2 separate regions of the Lactuca sativa genome follow, and region 2 is linked to region 1. Evidence: chromatin contacts called from public Hi-C data. All regions are on one chromosome and are shown on one strand. The core of a region is the stretch at or near the end of the contact, and the rest is flanking DNA. Distances in the headings are between cores, read along the strand shown. Region 1 holds the start of LOC111917061. Region 2 holds the start of LOC111917062 (rop guanine nucleotide exchange factor 7).

Evidence for each region. Hi-C and Micro-C count contacts between places; a contact is called where the count stands out from the background.
Region 2: a contact with region 1 is called in a Hi-C map of leaf, with 6 times the contacts expected there. The contact joins the promoter of LOC111917062 here to the promoter of LOC111917061 in region 1. A contact is called at or near these places in 3 of 4 Hi-C or Micro-C datasets (leaf and seed).

Annotation. Positions count from the first base shown.
Region 1 is chr8:129,599,813-129,605,432 of Lsat_Salinas_v11, forward strand. LOC111917061 reads left to right here and starts at 2,527. Exons shown (of 6, transcript XM_023912718.2): 1 at 2,527-2,755; 2 at 3,851-3,893; 3 at 4,551-4,717; 4 at 4,873-4,927; 5 at 5,039-5,102; 6 at 5,265-5,488. The coding sequence starts at 2,633. The coding sequence ends at 5,055.
Region 2 is chr8:129,767,869-129,774,087 of Lsat_Salinas_v11, forward strand. It overlaps LOC111917062 (rop guanine nucleotide exchange factor 7), which reads right to left and starts at 1,585. Exons shown (of 7, transcript XM_023912719.3): 1 at 976-1,585; 2 at 600-716; 3 at 360-514; 4 at 214-288; 5 at 1-123. The coding sequence starts at 1,360.

The DNA of each region.
Region 1 (5,620 bases), core at 1,277-3,776:
GATAAATCTCTTTTCCTTTTTTTTTTTCTAAAAAATGGGTGCACCGTTTTCAAGGACCCTAAAAAGATTTCCATATGTCTATGAGTTCGGTGCATGAAGTAGATTTCAAGAACCCCTTAACAAAAAAAAAAAAAAATAGATTTCCATGTGTGTTGATAAGTGTGTGTTTGTTTGAGCCCATATTTCTGGGTGTGTGTTCATATTGATCGGAAAATTCATAATGCTCGTCAGAAAATTTATCTTGACCGCGGTATTCTTTGAAAATCATAAACAAATTCAATGGTAAGACGTTTAGAAAACTAAACTGTTTATGCGGAAGAAATTCGGTTAATGTTATAAATCATTTACCTAAATTATAAATTATAATAGTTAAGTGACAGTAAAATTTCGTTTTTTATAAATGATCAAATTGAACATCATAAGTTCATAACAACATTCAACTTATGCTCCATTTCCGATAACTAAGCATCATAACAACATTTGTTTCAAACAAGATATTTTTGCTTTTGAGTTTCATAAATAACTTATAAGATAATTTAGAAAAAAACTATTCTTATGCCTCAGCGAGTTTATATAGTTTTCTTCATTATTGTTTGAAATTTATTATTCTTTCATGTTTTGGAGTTTAATGGGCGCAATTTAGGTTATTTAAAAATCTACTATTATTTTAATATATTTTGCTGCTGATGTTAATATATACTAATAGAATGGAAATTTTTTATGTTTGTCTAACATCTTATATTAAATATTTTAACAACCGATTTTTTGTTGAAACGGTATGGTGACCGGTTCGACTTCCGGGTCTACCGGTTTCTATAATTTTTATTTATTTTCCTATTTTCCTACATATACATACATACATAAATCAAGAAATTGATGGCTACAAGTTCAAACATTAAAAATACACATAAAAACAAGTTAGATCAATCCAAATACATTAACATGACACATAACCATACGTTTTACATCAATCCACGTACATCAAAAAGAAAATAAAATATACCGATACAAAATATAGTTTTAGATGAATACAAACGCATCAAAAAAATTTATAATATTTATCATATGTTTTTTATTTAAAGAAATAAAAAAAAAACACCAAACTTTAGTATGCAAATTATTTTTTAATGTGTTTTTATTCAATTTAACATGTTCAACAAGTTTAACTTAACCGGTTCAACTGAGTTTCTATAAAACCAGTAGGTTTGTTTCAATTCAGAAATAAATATAAAACCAATGAATATTGAACCATTCATTTATCGGGTTCACGTTCCAACCAGTTCAATCGCTAAGTTCCAACCGAGTTTCTGTAAAAACCAACAGGTTTGTTCCGATTTGGAAATAAATATAGAACATATGAATATTGAACCATTATTTATCTAGTTCATGTTCCAACCAGTTCAATCGCCAGGTTCCAACCGGTTTTTAAGATAATGCTTATACTACGGAAACAATTTTTGTATGTTATTGTACGGCATTTAATATTTGCCAACTAATATATAAATTAATTTTATTATACTAAGGAAACAATTTTTGTATGTTATGTATGTCATTTAATAATTGCCAACTAATATATAAACTAATTTTAATAAATAATATTTTTATCCGCTAGATTTTAAGTTATATTTTAAATATAACTTTATTACACTTTTATTTCTCATCATTTTAGCAAACGATTGAATATATTTATAAAAGAAAAAAAGTATCGTAGTCTTTCATTTAAAACTATTAAAAGAACGGATAAGGCTCGGATTTAAAGCGGCAATATCCAAATTGAGTTGTGTCTTGTGAGGAAGTTAAGGAACATGGGGTTTGTTATGATCTACTGTTGTAACCGTGGCAGTCAATTATTGGTTAATCTTCTTGTGGGCCAATCTCGGAGACGGATAAGTGCTATGATTTTTGACACGTTGCACCATGATTCCAACAGAAAACCGCAAAATGCAAATGCAACATATCAATTGTTAAATTTGAAAAAGCTACAATTCATGCCTCTGTGTTTTTCCACCAAACATAGAATTTAAATAAGTCAAAGTATTTACTTAGAGAATTATTCAATTTAAGTTATGATATGAATATTTATGCCATGCAATAATTCTATTTGGTATGTTATAGTTAGTTGATAAACTAACTTATTCTTTGAATTTTCAATATTCTTGTGTCTGTTAAACCAAAAAAAATTATATTACATTTTTTTATAACACAACTTAAACTAAATTTTCAAGTCTTTTGTTTTTAAATTTCAAAATATATTCTTACTTAAAAATATATTCTTCTAAATATTATTTTATTTATCTTCTAGTTTTTATCAAAGGTAAGTTTTTATAGACTAACAACTAACTTATACCAAACATGGCCTAATTAACATTAGCAATTTCTTTAAAAAAATAAAATTCATCGGTTTGTTATTTCGAATAAAATAGTAGAAAAGGATAAACATAAAGTGTTTCAAAAATTCAAAGTTATACTTGTACGTTTTGAATTAAGAGTTGTATGTCAAAGAGTCTATAAATTATCATGGGAGGCTAACGGTTTCAGTTCCCCTCCCTCCTTTCACGTGTTCTTCTCCTCTTCTCTTGCTTTTTTTTTTTGCTTCAAATTTTCCTTTTTTTTTTTGCTTTTGTTTTTGGTAATGGAAGGAAAAAAACAACACAGTTCTTCGTCTTCCTTCACTACTGAGCTTTTCGGATCAAAGGAGTCATCTGCTTCATCTTCTACTGGTCTCTTCCATTCCATTTTCCCTCCGCCTTCAAAGGTATGTTCGAATGTTTTGTTCTACGATTGTTGTGTTACTTGATTACTTTTGCTTTATGTTATTGTTAGGATGAATGGTATGAAGATTTGGTATTATCCAGTTACTGTTTAATGATTTGATCGGAAGAGTTGGTGATTAATTATGCCGAATTATTTGAATCTGAAAAGCAATTTAGATTAATTTTGTAAACTAAACGTGAATTCTGCTTGAGAATTAAATAACGTCTACCAGGTGCTTGATTTCTTGAAGAAATACCTTAAAGTCTGAAAACAAGCTTTTTAAGCCATTGATAGCTTGTTTGTTTAAATTGAGATATGTTTGAGGATTTTGACATTTTTGGTTGTTTCTGGTGTAGGAGAGAACTGAACAAAAACTTTTGACCTTCTAAAAATAAATTGAAAAAAGTGTTGGTTATTAGTTAAATTATTAATTATAGTAATAAAACATATTCAATTATTTATAAGAAAAAACAAATAATTTCTTGCATTTTTATGACATTAATCTTAAATAAAATTACATTTATCTGATAAAATAGTTTAATGGAAACATTGACAGATTTTTAAATATATTTCAGTAGTTCAAAGTGAACCTTTAATTATTGATACTAAGAAAAAGATATTATTTTTCTTAAAATATTAGAAAAATAGTATATCTTTTAAGAAGTTGGTAATTTTAAATATTTTTCAAACGAACAGCGCATTCCATTGACAATTTCTGTGGAAAACATGGACCCAGGTCCAAAAAGCTACTTGGCTTTGTAGGTAACTTCACTTTTCCATTTTACAAATGAAATATGGTTTTTTAATTGGTAGATACATTTCAAGAATAAGTTTCTCAATTTATTACTTTTTAGTTCTCTAGTTTTTTAAATTGTTGAAATAGAACTTAGATGAATAGTTATATGTTAAAACAAAAAGGGCAATTAAATAATTACATGTTTAAGTTAAAACAAAATTATCTTTTTGTTTTTATTCAAACAATTCAAACTTTAAAGGAATTTTTTCTCTAAAATTTTATATAAATACAATTTGTTTTTCTATAACGAAATATATTTTTTGTTACAATTTGTTATTGTTATTGTTATTTTCTTTTCAGGCTCAAGGAACCGAGAAGAAATATGATTTTGCAATCAAACAAGGTTCGAACATAAATATAATAGTATCTTGGATTATATATCAAGCTAGTATTTGAGGACATGTGAATTCATGTGATATGTAACCATTTTTCTTCATCTGTAGCATGTATAGAGTTAAGTAATTGTAAAATGTTCTTTAAGAAACCATATAACACATGGAATTAAAAAGTATGCATTTTGGTTTTAAAAGTTCAAAACGAACCAATTTTTAAACTACACAGGTAGATGGATCAAAATTGGGTGTCAAAACAATTGTGTACATTTTCTAGCGTTGTTAATTAACATTATCTTTATTTTGAAATATTAACTAATATATATTATCTTTGAATAACAGATTCTTTTAAGATTTATAATAATTTAAGAGGTTGAAAACACATAAAAACATTTTAAATGATTTATTCATTTTTAGCTAATATTTATCTATACTTTTGCAAATTAGACCGATTACAGATAAACTTTTAAACAAAATTGGCCAAACATCTTTTGGATAGTTTGTCATTGCTTTAGGGTTCTTACTTTTACATGAATATTACAAATCCTTCACTAATGACGCTACACATTTTTACAAAATAAATAAAATAAAACATCATCTTCTCACTTCATTAGCTACTCTTTGTGCATTTAAAAAAGTCTCAAATTGTTATAATTCGCTCAATTCAGACTCTTTGGACAAAGAAGACAAAAGTCTGAATCCAAAAACAGATACGAGCCCATTTTATGAGCAACAAAGATCGCAACCATGTCATCTTAGCTCCTCCATATACTATGGTGGACAAGATATCTACACCAATCCTACAAGTACCAAAAACACCTCGGGACATTCAACAGTAAGTGACCATATATAATCATACCTTTTTTATTGGGTTCTAAAGAAGGATTTAGAATGTATTATGAACACAACTGTGGACAGATTTGTAATTTTAATTAGAAAGTTATGTTTTTTGTTGTGACAAATTTTCAAAATGTTTGTTATTCGCAGCAGTACAACCAAGAAGGAGAAGATGATGGACGTGCCTCAAGAGGTAACTGGTGGCAGGGTAAGCTAAAACCTTTCAATTGCTTAATAACTTTTTAAAGCATTTGTGTTTTATAAAAAGCGTCTGAATGTATACTGATAACTTATATTATTGTTTTTGTGAATAATTCAGGATCACTTTATTACTAGCTAGTTTGCACGACTACCTTTATGGAAAATGAAATTGGCGTTACTAGGTAAAGTTTGTCCTTTAATGGTCCTAAATAGTCGTTACTTTTATTTAATTTGAGCATATGATATAAAATGGAGTTACATGTTGACTTTCTAAACCTTAATTTCAAACTAGTAAGTCATTAGACATCAATAATTCATTCGTTCTATATTCTTCTTGCTTGCAGGATATTTTGAAACTCAAAGAAAAAGATAGCACGAGAAGAGAAAGGCTATTTTGTGTTTTTCGTTTTCTTATTTTATATATAATAACGCCATGTCTTTTTTTCTTTTTACATAGAATAATGTTGTCTGTTAAAGGTGACACTGAAGGGGTTTGTGATCTAAAACTTTATGCTGTAAATATTTGCTTGACGTTCGGAATGTTATTGGTGGTTATGCTTGTTTGACATCTTAAATGTTTCGATCATGATTCTTGTGTAAATCGTTACAACAATTGATTTTTGATTAGCTGGACGTATGAATAAGGTTACTATCGATTCCAAACAAAAAGAATATATAAGTGATAGAAGGATAAAGTTTT
Region 2 (6,219 bases), core at 335-2,834, 170 kb after region 1:
CCACCATTTTTCTTTTTGGCGTGGGACCACTTTACACAAAGACGAGGAACCATCTGTTTCAAGAGCTTGAATGCCTTGGTCAACATACCAGAACTCCATTTTTTCAAAACTGTCCAATATCTCCTGTAACAATCAAAATTCATTTCATTTCAACTTCATATTTAAAAAAAAAAAAAAAAAGAATTACAAAGAAAAAAGAGTTGAAAATCTCACGAGAAGCATGTTGTCTAATTTACGAAGAGCTGGAAGGTTAACATAAAGATCGGACCTGGGTCTGCTAGTCATGACCTAACAATCAATATCGAAACATTAGAACTTTTAAAAGATTATTAAAAATAATAAAAATATTTTTATTTCACCTCAAGCTTGCTTCCATCTGGATAAGTTTGCCAAGATGGGATCAACTCAACGATGTAATCACTAACACAAAGAAGCCATTCAATTTCTCTTCGCCACATTGTTTTTTTCTCAGCGCGTAGAGGTTCAAGCCTCCATATTTGTCCAAAAAGTGTGGCTGAAATTTCAAGAAAAACATAGAGAAATCAATGGATATCGAAGGTGTTGTAATAATATACGGCTGAATTCGATATTGGTTTTACCACAAAGATTTGTAATTGCGTTCGAGATGGCCAAAGCTGTACAAACACCATTCCCACAACCAGACATGTCTTCTCCAAGTAACAATTTCGAGAATCTTTCTTTCATCATTTCAATCTCTATCAAAAACCCCAAATCAAAGATGAACGATTACAGATCAAACTAGGAGAAAATCACCAATTGCTAATTATTTGACCCTAAATATAATCACAACCAAACAACTAACTGAAACCCCATGTCAAAGATAAACATAAGAATCATCAAACTGAAAGATAAAACACTAAGTTATGAACCGAAAGGAGAAACACCGTGATCATTTGGCATAATTTTTTGGTTCTGAATCAGAAATTAGAACAAACAAATTGGTAAAAACAGTACCTGAGAGTGGTGTTGGCCCTTGTTTCCCTAAATTTCTTTGACCCAAAAGGGGTTGCACAGAACTATCAGAATCGGTACAATGTGGGGCTTCGACCTCATGATTCAAGATGTTTACATCCTTGGAAGAAGGAGAAGATGAGTCTTCAAAGCTAGTGATATGCTGTTCATTTAAAGAAGTTTCAAATAACGTCGTGAAATCAGAGCTTGAGCTAGTATTTCCACCAAACTCTTCTTCTTCTTCACATGTATCCAAACAACCCCTTATATCTTTCTTCCCACCTTCCTCCTCTGATTTCCTCCCACAATCAACAACAATACAAGGTGAATCATCATCATACGCAGAATTATTCACTACCATGCCGAATCCTTGCAATGTAATATCCATTTTTTTTGGAAAACCAACCTCCGACTAAGAATCAATACTGCAAATTAAACAACAGGTTATCTGGGTTTGGTTGATCTTGTCAGCTTCTTCTTGGCTGTTGGAGCTTTAACCGATGTTTGGGTTTTTGTTATATACAATGAATTCATAGAGAGGGTTTCTTTGTGTTTGCTTGAACAAGGCGCCTCCTGGTTGGGTTCGTTTGGTTTGCATAATTATGTGTGATAATTTGAAATTTTGTTCTCAAAGTAATGTCAAGGGAGCGTGTTATTAGGGATGCAATATGCTAAATTGGTAATTATGAGACTATCTTTATGATTAATAAAATGACCAAATTACCCTGAACGTTATTCCTTTTGTTTTAAATCTAAATTCTATAAAGTTTTAAAACCACTATTAAAAATTTCAAAAAAGTATATTTCTTGTTTACAGTTTAAAGTTCGAAATCACTTTGTGCCATTAAACATCATTTATTTTCACTAGAAATGCTATATTGTGGAGGGTACTTAATAGAGGGCAACTAGGTAATTTCACTTTCGCACAAGGGTGGGGATGCTATTCATATGCATGCCATGGACACAACATGATGACGCCAAGAACACTTGTCTCCTCATAGCACGTAATCACAAGAATGGGAATCAATTCAATAGAAGTTTTAATGTTATTATATTTCATTGAATTATATATTAACTTGGCAAAATACTATGCTATTTAGAACTTATGCGAGTAACATATAAATATAAATAGCATTATAGCATAGCAATAATGTATATATATTTCATGCAAAATAATATTTTATTTAAAATATTAATGTATATAGCAATAATGTAATTTATTTCATGCAAATGGGTTTCTTTCCCGATTTATTGGGAATATGGGGAAACCGGGAAAGGCTATGTCAAAATGCTAAGACACCAAAACAGGTTGCATGGTTATCTCTTATTGAATCCCCTTAAGATTAGAACATGCTATCTTAGAGTCATTGTTATGGTGACATGATGATTATTTATTTAATGCAAAACAATAATATACTTTTATGTTAATTTTTAGTATTTGTGTTGTTGACTTATATCAATATTTGGAAGTTAATATAGAATTAATGGTCTGTATTGAAGAAAAATATACGAAAATACGAGTATGCAATTATTTGTGTTAAAGATACATTAGATATAGAATTAATATAAATTAAGTTATTATTTTTTGTATTTAATCTTATAAAACATTACTGTTTTTCAATAAAAAGGATTAGTAAAAAGTTAAAGCATTATTCATGTTTAATTTAATTGGAGTGGTAGGCAAGGAACTACCAAATTTGTGGTCACCTCAACCATACTAAAGATTATTTGTCACTCCAATCAAGTCTTATACAAAAGGCATATTAGTATATTTGATTAAAGCAAAATTACTTTATATATATATATATATATATATATATATATATATATATATATATATATATATATATATATATATATATATATATATATATATATATATATATATATATTACTGTGATGGAGGAAACGAAATTTACAATACAAAATACTTTTAGTATAAGAACACAAATACTAATCTCAAGTGATATATATATATATATATATATATATATATATATATATATATATATATATATATATATATATATATATATATATATATATATATATATATAGGAGGGTTCAATTGAGAAAAAAAAAGGTTGAGAATGGAGGAATCCTTCTCAGCCACACATTTATTTTGCCGCAAAACACTAAGGCGTACCGTCGGAAATGGATAATGGATAACCATGTGTTTTCCAACCAAATATGTTTCCTTAAACTATGTTAATCATTACCTTAATATACATAAAAATATATTTTTTTTTTCGTTTTTTTTATTTTTAGAAAGTCATTATTATCGAAAAATTATTTTAAATATATCAAAATTCATAATTTTTTATTTTTTATATATTGATATACTTTTAAGATAAAATAAAATAAAAAATTTTGAGTTTCAGCTTTCGTTATTCATAAGTGAATAAAAAAATCTATCAGATTTTTATTACAGTATATTCGTTATTTACTTATGAATAAAACGTATGTCTAACTTTTTTTATAGTTTAAGTATCGTTCATATATGAATATGACACGCAATAAAATTCTTTTACTTAAAATATATTTTTTACATCATCTTTCATCATATATTATATTTATATATGAATAAAACGTGTATTAGTTGTTGTCATATTTTATATTCATATATGAATAAAACATTTATCTGATTTTTGTTACAGTTAATTTGTTATTCATATATGAATAAGTAGTATAAATGATACTTAAACTGTAAAAAAAAATTAATTATATATTTTTATTCATAAGTGAATAACGAATGTACTGTAGAAAAAATCTGATGCATTTTTATTCATTTATGAATAACGATAGCTGAAAATATAAAAAAAAATAAATAAGTTTTTTATTGTATCTTAAAAATATATCATTATGGATGTCTATTTGTAGAGAATAAAAAATAATGAATTTTGGTATATTTAAAATCATTTTTCGATATAAATAGTTTCTTAAAAATTAAAAAAACTATGTTTTTGTATATATTAAGGTAGTGATTAATATAGTTTAAGGAAACATGTTTTGTTGGAAACACATGTGTATTCCTTATTTCTACGGTACAACAAAGGCTTTTGCGGCAAAAATAAATGAGTGGCTGAGAACGATTCTCTCATTCTCAACCTTTTTTATTTTCTCAATTGAACTTATATATATATATATATATATATATATATATATATATATATATATATATATATATATATATATATATATATATATATATAAGGGCTCATGAGAAAATATAAATAATATACGAAAACGTGAAAACAAGTAAAACCTATGAGATTGTGTCACCTCAACCTTATATTTTGGACAATAATTCATCCAAATTATGAACTAGATGATGATAATCGTTGATATATGAGAAATTGTTTCATATTTGCAAAGCATGTTTTTGACTTTTTTATTATGAAAACGTAAATTAAAAAATGGTTAACGACGTGAAAAAAAAAAACGGTTGTTAAAACCACTTTTAAATCTATATTATCATAACACCCTCTGATGTAAACTTATTATTTTTAATTTATTGCTAATAAATTTGATTTCTAAAGTAACTTTGTTTGATTTTTATAAGCTAAAATTTGTTTTTGCATTTTCGCAAAGTATTTATGTTTTTGTATTAACCTACTTGAATATATATATATATATATATATATATATATATATATATATATATATATATATATATATATATATATATATATATATATATTGCAAATCAATAGAAAATGCATAAAGTTTTGAAACCCTAAAACCTAGAAAATCAATACTAATACATACAAAAAATAATAATTTAAGATATCTAATATTTTTTTTACTTTATAGGACAAAAAATCATAGGTTTTATAACATATTTGTTGGAAAAAAAAAATGAAAAAAAAAGTTACTAATTTTTTTTCAACAATTTTATTAAAAAAAAGTAGTGGTTTTTATGTTTGTAAAGTCAAAACAATATTAGATACCTAAAAGTATTTTTTTATACATTTTTAGGGTTTTTTGTGGTTTCTTTAGGTTTATGCATTTTCTATGGATTTTCCCACTCTCACACTCTCTCTCTCTCTCTCTCTCTCTCTCTCTCTCTCTCTCTCTCTCTCTCTATATATATATATATATATATATATATATATATATATATATATATATATATGAAAGATCAATAAAAAATGCATAAAGCTAAAAAAAATCCTAAAAATATAGAAAAAATACTTTTAGATATCTAATCTTTTTTTTTTCAATTTACAAAATTAAAAATCACTACCTTTTATAAAAAATTGTTGTAGAAAATAGAAAAAAAAATTATAAAAGAAATAATTTTTTTTTCAAATTTATTTTCCAACGAATTTGTTTCATAACCTGCGATTTTATCTCTAAAGTCAAAAAAAGATTAAATATCTTATTCTATATAATTGTCCATATATATATATATATATATATATATATATATATATATATATATATATATATATATATATATATATATATATATATATATATATATATATATCAATTTATCAAACAATATAATTGTCCCTGTGTGAGTGTAACTATAAAATGAAAAACTAAATATCCTTCTATCAATTCTTCCTAACCGTCCTCTTATCATTTTTAAATGATGACGAGTATAATAAAAATTAATTAATTTTATTAAATATTATAAATGTCATAATTATAAAAAATTTGATAGAAAAAAAAATAGAAGAATATTTTATTTTTTTATAAAATAGATTGTTTTATTGGATCAGGCCATCAGGGTGTATACATAATCGTGAATATTGAACAAAGTAGTGGGCTTGCATCCATTTTAAATACACATATATACGTAATTCATAAATACAGGTATCAGGTATGTATATGTTCATGCATACATAATTACATATATAAAAATGGCAAACGGCATCTTAACAATTAGACCCAAAAAATTCGTCATATTTCAAAAACAAATGTGGGTAGACTTTTTTAGGGTACATATGTGTAGTTGGGGATGGGGAGGTTTATTTTAAATCACTCTTTCAATAATTATTGGTTATACTACAAAGTTTAAAATATAACCTAATCATTTTAATAAATCAAGGAAAATAAAAAATTAATATCCAAGATTAAATGAAGTTATTTGGTTATCTAGATTATGTGTTTGGTGTGCCGCTTTTTTTTTTTTTTTTTTTTTTTTTTTTTTTTTTTTTTTTTTGAGTTTTTGTTTTAAGTTGCTATCTTTAGCAAATTAAAAAATAAACTTACAAACTTGCTTTTTAAAAAGCTATT